Regions from separate parts of the Mus musculus genome. Here region 2 is linked to region 1. Evidence: chromatin contacts called from public promoter capture Hi-C data. All regions are on one chromosome and are shown on one strand. Each heading gives the region's core, a stretch centred on a gene start, on an enhancer-like site or on the middle of the called end of the contact. The rest is flanking DNA. Distances are from core to core; before and after follow the strand shown.

Region 1 (4,172 bases), core at 813-3,312:
GGTCTGTCACCTTCATATATGTACTTGAGGCTTTGTGTCCTGTTCAAGGGGCAAGATGAGGTGAGAAGCAGGAGGGTGAGGAGAGGCACTTGGTGACAGGAGCCAATGTTACCCGCAGAGGAGGACACAACCAGGTAAAATGGGACAAAAGTAGCAGCAAAGATTGAGGGAAACATCAAATGTCATCACACATATTCACCCCACCAACAACAACCTGGGTACTCCAATTCTGCCTCAAAGGCTAAAATCCAACTGGATAGGAGCTGAGATTTGCTTTCAAAGGGAAACCGGGTCTAACATTATTTTTCTCCCAGAAAATTGCTTCTACTTGATTCTTAGACATCTGATCATCAACCTGTCCGGCCTATGGCCACCAGTGCCAGGTCTTGCTCCTGTGCCCTGTGGGAGGCTGCAGCTGGTACCCTCTGCAGCCACAGCGCCAAGCCTCCGAGGGAGGTGGTGCAGTCTGCTCAGTGCTGGCCGCTGCAGACCAAACTCCAGCACATCTTGAATCTGTTAACTCTTTTCTGACCATACCCAAGTTCCACCCAGCTTTGAACTCTGCTGCTCTGGCGGGGCTACTCAGACTGAAGGCTTGAAGGCAGAGGCACCATCTGGAGGAGATAGATTCCCAGACCCAGCCTGCCTGAGGCATGGGTGGAGTGTGAGCCTCTCGGTCCTGAGCCAGACAGGTCGCCTGGCACTCTCTTAGTCCCCCTGAGCTCACCACCTTGCTGGCCGAGCTGAGCTAAGCCCGGGGTTGGCTCTGCTTTTCTGCACCTCTTGCCTTCAGGGTTGGCCATGCCTGGACACAAGCATGAGCTCTGGGTTTATAGATCTCAGGCTCTCTTGGCTCGAGGCCGAAGGCTAGCCGCCTGTGAAAGCAGGTACTAGATCTTTTCTCTCTATACCTCAGAGTTGCTTGGGGCCTCGTATTACTTGTGCCAAAATCTCTTTACATCGATTCTTTTCGCTAATCCTCTTTTAAAAATTACTGGCATGGGTTCTTTTTCTCTCCCTCTGGATTATGTAAACATTACACACACACACACACACACACACACACACACACACACACACACACACACACACCACACCAGTCAGTAAGATCATCGCATTGACACCGCTTCCACTCTGTCTCCCCAGATCAACGCTTCTAGAGAACCCATTTGCACTGGGGACTCAGCCCTCTCTTTTTCCTGGCGAGGCTTATGAACCTGTCACCAAGCCAGTGCCTCGGAAAGGAGGAAGTGCGGTGGGGCTCAAAGGATACATGGCGCCCGCCCCCAGCTAGCTGCTCTTCAGATGATCTGCAACCAAGTTGGCTGATAAAATATTTAGTAACGACCCAGTAAACATGACTGCAAATACATTAAAGCACTTCAGCGCGACAGCTTATGATTATTTCAAAACTTAAAAAGGAGATCATAGATTGTCACTGTTTCTGTACCCCTGCCGGAAACCGAACCTTCCCGAGGTGGGTTGCTGGGTGGGTTAACTGCTTTGCCTCCTCTTCTCCTCTCTTAACGCTGTGGCTTTCAGCGGCAGAGGTTTGTTTATTTATTTATTTACTCGTGTAGTTTAAAGGTGGGGGAGGGGGCGGCAAGGACACGCAATACCGATTCAACAAAGCACAGGCTCAGGTGTGTGTGCTTCTGTGTATTAACTGGAAAAGACAGACTCTGGAAGTTTTACAGGGCGAGAAGAGGCCACCGGCTCGCGCTTTGTATACTTTGCACTTGAAATCGTTACATTCAACTGAATATTTGGCTCATTCAGATCCGAAAAGTCTCCTAGCATCATCGAATTCCCTCCTCCGCCCCTCCTCTCTAAAGAGAGGGGGGGGGGTAAGGAACTGTTTAGTAAATTGCACATCTTTGAATCTTCCTGAAGCAGTGGTCACAAAGCTTAAAGGTGACATAACAGAGCTCACGTAAACCAACACACTTTCCCCACCCCCCAAGCCAACAATAAAATCATCCCCTTCAATTTGCCATGATCGTCGCGACCAGGAGCCAGGTGATTATCCTAATTAATGTCTATCTAATTAAATTACTGTCAGCAGCTAACCAATGGCAAGAGCCGTTTCATCGGCTGCATAAGCAGCAAGATCAAAAGTGAGCCTTTTCTGATTGCTGCATAGTGTCAATTGGCCAATCTCTTCTCCCAGGGAAAAAAAAAAGTAAATCAAACCTTTGAGAAGCATTTGCTGGTTGAAGTGCTTTCTGTCTAGTGAGGGGTCTGTGGATTCCTAGTGTATGATAAACAGGACTTTAAAACCCAGGGACGGGAGGGCCAGCGTTCAGGTTCTAGAGCTATGCAGCTGGAGCATTGCCTCTCTCCTTCTATCATGCTCTCCAAGAAATTTCTCAATGTGAGCAGCAGCTACCCACATTCGGGCGGATCTGAGCTTGTCTTGCATGATCATCCCATTATCTCGACCACTGACAACCTGGAGAGAAGTTCACCTTTGAAAAAAATTACCAGGGGGATGACGAATCAGTCAGATACAGACAATTTTCCTGACTCCAAGGACTCACCAGGGGACGTCCAGAGAAGTAAACTCTCTCCTGTCTTGGACGGGGTCTCTGAGCTTCGTCACAGTTTCGATGGCTCTGCTGCAGATCGTTACCTACTCTCTCAGTCCAGCCAGCCACAGTCTGCGGCCACCGCTCCCAGTGCCATGTTCCCGTACCCCAGCCAGCACGGACCGGCGCATCCCGCCTTCTCCATCGGCAGCCCCAGTCGCTACATGGCCCACCACCCGGTCATTACCAACGGAGCTTACAACAGCCTGCTGTCCAACTCTTCGCCGCAGGGCTACCCCACGGCCGGCTACCCCTACCCACAGCAGTACGGCCACTCCTACCAAGGAGCCCCTTTCTACCAGTTCTCCTCCACCCAGCCCGGGTTGGTGCCCGGCAAGGCGCAAGTATACCTGTGCAACAGGCCACTTTGGCTGAAATTTCATCGGCATCAAACGGAGATGATCATCACTAAACAGGGAAGGTAATGCTACTTTCTTGGCTGCCGCTGTTCCAGGCGTGACCCTGGGCGAACGCACCCAAGTTGTGACCGCCGGGCAGCGACTATGTGGGGTCGGGGAGCGGAGTGGAGAGGCGCTCGGGTGCGTCCTGGAGTTGGCTGGTTTTGGAAAAGGGGAATGTGGAAGGGATAATAACCACCGTGATGTTGGTGGCGGGGAGCCTGCTGTGCCAATGCGGTCGGAGAACCAGTCAGTGGCTAGAGCACGACGGAGAGCCGCGGCCGCTCCTAGGCATTCAGAGCGACGCATCAAAGCTGGCCCGAGCCGACAGGTGGAGAAGCAGGCCGCCACCGGCTCTCCACCGAGCACTGATCCCTGTTGGTCCCCCACTGCAGAGCGCTCGCTGCTCTTCCCGACTTCGGCCCTACGTCTTCCCTTCTCCCACTACCCCCTTTCCTAGATCAGCAGACATTTCGTTCAGACACGCGGCGAGGACAAGTTTTGCTTAGCTTTCTGGCGCCCCGCTTCTTGCATTTAATCTTTAACATTTATTTTCCCTTTCCCCCCTTGTTTTCTCTCTCTTCTTAATTTAAACAGGCGCATGTTTCCCTTTTTGAGTTTTAACATTTCTGGTCTCGATCCCACCGCTCATTACAATATTTTTGTGGATGTGATTTTGGCGGATCCCAATCACTGGAGGTTTCAAGGAGGCAAATGGGTTCCTTGTGGCAAAGCGGACACCAATGTGCAAGGCAAGTCCTTCCAATTAACACGTTTTCTTGACACTTATTTAGGTGAGAATGATTAATTAAAGCCTTTTGTGGACTGGCTCGAGCGACTTTTTAAAAACGGTCGGCCAATGACTTCCTAAAGAAGAGAGGGACAGGGGACAGACAGAAAGGGGAGGATTATGCAAAAGCTATTTTAATCATTCCTAGTTAATGGGAAGAAATCGCGGCTTTAAAAAAAAAAGCCCAGCTAATGGTCCTCTCTGTGAAGGTGTGTGTGTGTGTGTGTGTGTGTGTGTGTGTGTGTGTGTGTGTGTGATATGGTACAGAGTTGGGACTGGACAGTAAAGCTATTTTAATAATTCCCAGTTAAGAGAAGAAAGTATGTCCCCCCAAAAACAGGTAATGGGTTTCATTGTTGAATGAGGTGTGTGTGTGTGTGTGTGTGTGTGTGTTTT
Region 2 (4,172 bases), core at 606-3,105, 240 kb after region 1:
AAGGTCCTGAGTTCAAATCCCAGCAACCACATGGTGGCTCACAACCACCCGAAATGAGATCTGACATCCTCTTCTGGTGTGTCTGAAGACAGCTACAGTGTACTTATGTATAATGATAAATAAATCTTTGGGCAGGAGGGAGCAGGGACTGAGCGAGCAGAGGTCCTAAAATTCAATTTCCAACAACCACATGAAGGCTTACAACCATCTGTACAGCTACAGTGTACTCATATACATAAAATAAATAAATCTTTAAAAAAGTTTTAAAAAAAGTCAGAATTTTCTTCATTATGTTTAAATTAATTTAGAAAAAATATAAACTAGGTGACTTAGGATTAGTTACTAAATAGAAATTAATGTTCAAAGGACAGTTTTATTATGTTATTCATATAAATCATTTCTGATTGTTTGTTACGGTTATGTGTGTGGGTAGGAACACTTACTTACTCATCAATTTTTTTGTAGAAAATCAAGTTGAGCCCACTTATTCCTAGTCAAATATCTTAAGATTCAGTTCCATTGTATAATCTAAATGTCCTATGAACAAAACTGTTACTCTTAACATTACAGTATAAAAACTAGTAGTTTCCCAGAAAGCAATAAAAACTTATTTTAAGAATTGTATTGAAGATGAAAAAGTTATCCATAATTCCATCTACAATAAGAGATATATAAACTTTAGTGTATTATTAATATTATTTTATGTAAATTCCCACCATTAAGGATTATAAAATCTGGTGGCTTTTTAAGTTTATAATAAATTATAGCCATCCTCTTTTAGCTCCTAAGAGATTTTTATTTTTATATACTTTAAACTTTTATATTCTTAGTCTGAGGTCCAGGGATAGATGGATTTCATTACTTAAAATAGATACAACCAGGAACTGTTTTGGCCGCCCCCTATAATCTCAACATTTAAGACTAAGAGACAGGACGATAACCATTTCAAGGCTACTCTTTGCTTCTTACTGAGACCCTCTCTCAAAGACCTAAGAGATGGACATACAGCTCAGCGGTAAATATTTGCCTAGCATATCTGAAGCCCTGGGGTTGACTGCACATTCAGAAGACAGATCCCATAATTAATTTCAAGAAATATGTATGCAAAATGAATTCCATAATTATTTAAAGAATGTGTGTGTAGACCATCGCCAATGTCTTTTTTCTAATGGTGTTCTTTGACTCCTCTCCTTCCATGAATTACTTAACTAGTTAAGGCAAGGAATATATGCCTAAGCTACTGATCAGATTTGCCACCTTTTAATTGACCTTTAATATATTTTAGTCATTGCTATTGCTATTGTCAGAATATTTTCCATTCCTGTCTGTTTTGAGAGACAAATTTTAGAAAAAAATCCTTTTTAATAGTGTATGACTTGCCAGTTTCTCACAATTTAAACATAGTAAATGTCTATTTTACCACTTACATTTTTAAGTTAGTGAATGGTTCAAGCTCACTGACATTCTAATTTTGAAGTCATATTACCTCAAATATCATACTAAATGATAGTAGGTAAGAGAACTCCTATTTAGACTTTGCATTGACATCACCATATTTGAACTATTATTTCCTATTGGATTCTGGAATGCAGTGAGTGTCTTAAGGTGTCAAAATCAGACTGAACTGGTTAGAGGCCAGCATGAACTCATTTGTTTAAGAAGTTATCATCTCAGGCAAAATTCTCACTGCCCTTTGGACTTGTAGCATCATCGTCTGTACTTTATACAAGTATCCAGGTGTGGGCAGTGATTCAGGGCTTGGGGATCTCTCTTACCGGCCCAAGGATTCAAGGCAATCAGTGCAAAACCTGGCCAGCAGCCCGAGTGAGTAGGAGCCATGTGACTCTGGTGAGTTGGAGTGTGCAGTTGCCTCCTGCTTCAGAGCTACCTGATCCGAATACTAAGCAGAGCGAGTGCCCGGCTGAGTGGAAGACACTGAAGACACTGCAGAGCAAGGTGCTTTTTTTCCAGAGGTGTTACAGAACATGGAGATTAAAGACCAGGGAGCCCAAATGGAGCCGCTGCTGCCTACGGTAAGAGACAACCTGCTGTCAAATAGATTAACCGCTTTGCTGCTGAACCTGTCAGGCAAGTGGTACGCTGCTAGGTGCTGGCAGAGTGTACTTTTGGGGTGGTGGATAGCTCCCACAGCATATGGACAGGGTCTCCTCCCATCTCCGGAGACCAAAATGCTTAAAGCAGAGCACATGCTTTTTTTTTTTTTTTTCCCTCCTCAATATGGATGCAGCATGGTGATGAAATGTCTCATATTTGTTGCTGTTTGAAGAAATGGCTAGGGTTTAGCAGCAGGGACAGTTATGTGTCTTTCTCTCTGCCTGCTATTGCTTATCTTTCTGTTTCCGAAGATTTGCAGTGCTGACTCAAGCTCCTGCAAAGAACCCCCAAACCCCCTTATCCTATTTAGCCCTTAATACATTTCTTCCTGTGCTCCATCCTCAGGCAGTGAGGTGAGGGAATCTGCTGCTGTTTTGAAGCTCTAGAGATTTGATCTCAGCAGAAAACGGGAAAAGGGTCGTGTGTGTGTGTGTGTGTGTGTGTGTGTGTGTGTGTGTGTGTGTGTGTGTGTGAGTGTGTGTGGTCTGTCAGTTCTTTCTCAAATGGACGTGTGCCACAGTTCGTGTATGTGGAAGGTATGCGCTTTTGGAGACAGGCATACTATTCACATATGAGTATCTGAAAGGTTCCTGAACTGTCATTTGACATTAGCCCATTTGTTTATCGCTGGGTCCGTTAGCCGCCTGCTTGATTTAATATTTGGTGTGATTGATTTGCCTGTCTTCTACACAATCCCTCTGTCTGGCGCACAGACTTTGACTTAAGGCAGCATCCCTTTTAGTCTGGGGCAGCTCAAGGGAGGCGTGGGTGAGGGGTGGGAGGAGGTCAGTATATACATGGTGAAGCGGAGATGCCAAACGTTAGCTCCTAGCTTTCTATCAGCGTGATCATTGCTCAGAACAGCAGAAATCTCCGCAGCACCAAACCATGTAAGAGAGAAGCTCTTCGGTTGTGACCCACCTTGCAGACTAGGACCGCTGTAAACTGTCCTTTTCCAAATCCGTTCTCATCTTTCTAATACACAGTTATGTGATTCCGTAGAAGGATAGAGCAATTTCTGGGCCGCTGATTTAGGGCCTTAGGCTGCAGCCGGGTTCTAATGCCGCAAAAAAAGATCCCGGTTTGCTTCCTGCATCAGCTGTGGCTACTGAGCATGCCCAGTGTTCCCCAGGACACCAGGTTTGGATAGGGAGGGAGCAGAGAGGTGGGAAGAACACCAGTGTCACCACGAAGAACAGAGCCTAAATTAAGAGCAAGGACAGTGGTGGGGGGTGGGAAAGGGTGTCAGATAATTGGCCAGCACTGTCGTAAAGCTAGAGCCATTGTGTGTGTGTGTGTGTGTGTGTGTGTGTGTGTGGTATTTAAAAAAAACGAGTAAAAGATTTGTGTACCTTCTTAACTTGAATAGATACATAAATCGTGCTTCTGTGGTTATTCGGAATAAATAGTCTTAATGATACCAGGAGCTGTTTGTTCTGTAAACGACAGGAACTATACACAGGAATTACAGGATGGAGATTTAGGAAAGATTAAATATAGGGGGGAAAATCCCTTTTGTGGCAGGGGAGTGGATGGGGGTTGGGACTTGTCCTAGAAAAGCAGGCTGAAGCCAGTTTGATGTGGCTTATGGATTGTCACTTGGTGGGAGCAGTTAAAGGATTTAAGACCAAATGAGGATTATCTGCAGGGGTTTAGAAATGGATGACTTTACTGGGCTATGGGTTTGTGGCTTAAAAGAGCAAGGAACATAAAAGTTTGGCTAGAAAAGAGGAACTATCATAGAAAAGAATTAAAGGCCACATTTAAAAGTTTTCATTTCCTTGGTGTTAATGGATAATATAGAATAGTTTTACAGGTTAATGGTAACACAAGAACCATGTTAGCAATATGTTTTTAAAAAGCCTAAAAAATTAGGAAAAAATGGTGGTTTTGGCCCGATTTTATATTTGTATAGTGTTGTTTTTAACTTCTCCAATTGCTTTAATCAATAGAAAAAAAGGTCATTTCTGCTATGTAATAAATAAGAAATTGAGGCACATGGAGTCCAAATAAAATGTTGAAGGTTACATTGTAAGGAAGCCAGGCTAGACTATAGA

The links. Capture Hi-C pulls out chosen DNA fragments and counts their contacts.
Region 2: a promoter capture Hi-C map of pancreatic islet shows a contact between it and region 1. The contact joins the promoter of Slc4a10 here to the promoter of Tbr1 in region 1. A contact is called at or near these places in 1 of 39 promoter capture datasets (hippocampal neurons), 4 of 484 Hi-C or Micro-C datasets (brain, cerebral cortex and forebrain) and 2 of 9 other capture datasets (adipose tissue and pancreatic islet).

What each region holds. Positions count from the first base shown.
Region 1 is chr2:61,802,391-61,806,562 of GRCm38.p6, forward strand. Tbr1 (T-box brain transcription factor 1) reads left to right here and starts at 2,063. Exons shown (of 6, transcript NM_009322.3): 1 at 2,063-3,009; 2 at 3,584-3,738. The coding sequence starts at 2,318.
Region 2 is chr2:62,044,660-62,048,831 of GRCm38.p6, forward strand. It overlaps Slc4a10 (solute carrier family 4, sodium bicarbonate cotransporter-like, member 10), which reads left to right and starts at 1,856. Exons shown (of 26, transcript NM_033552.3): 1 at 1,856-2,033. The coding sequence starts at 1,986.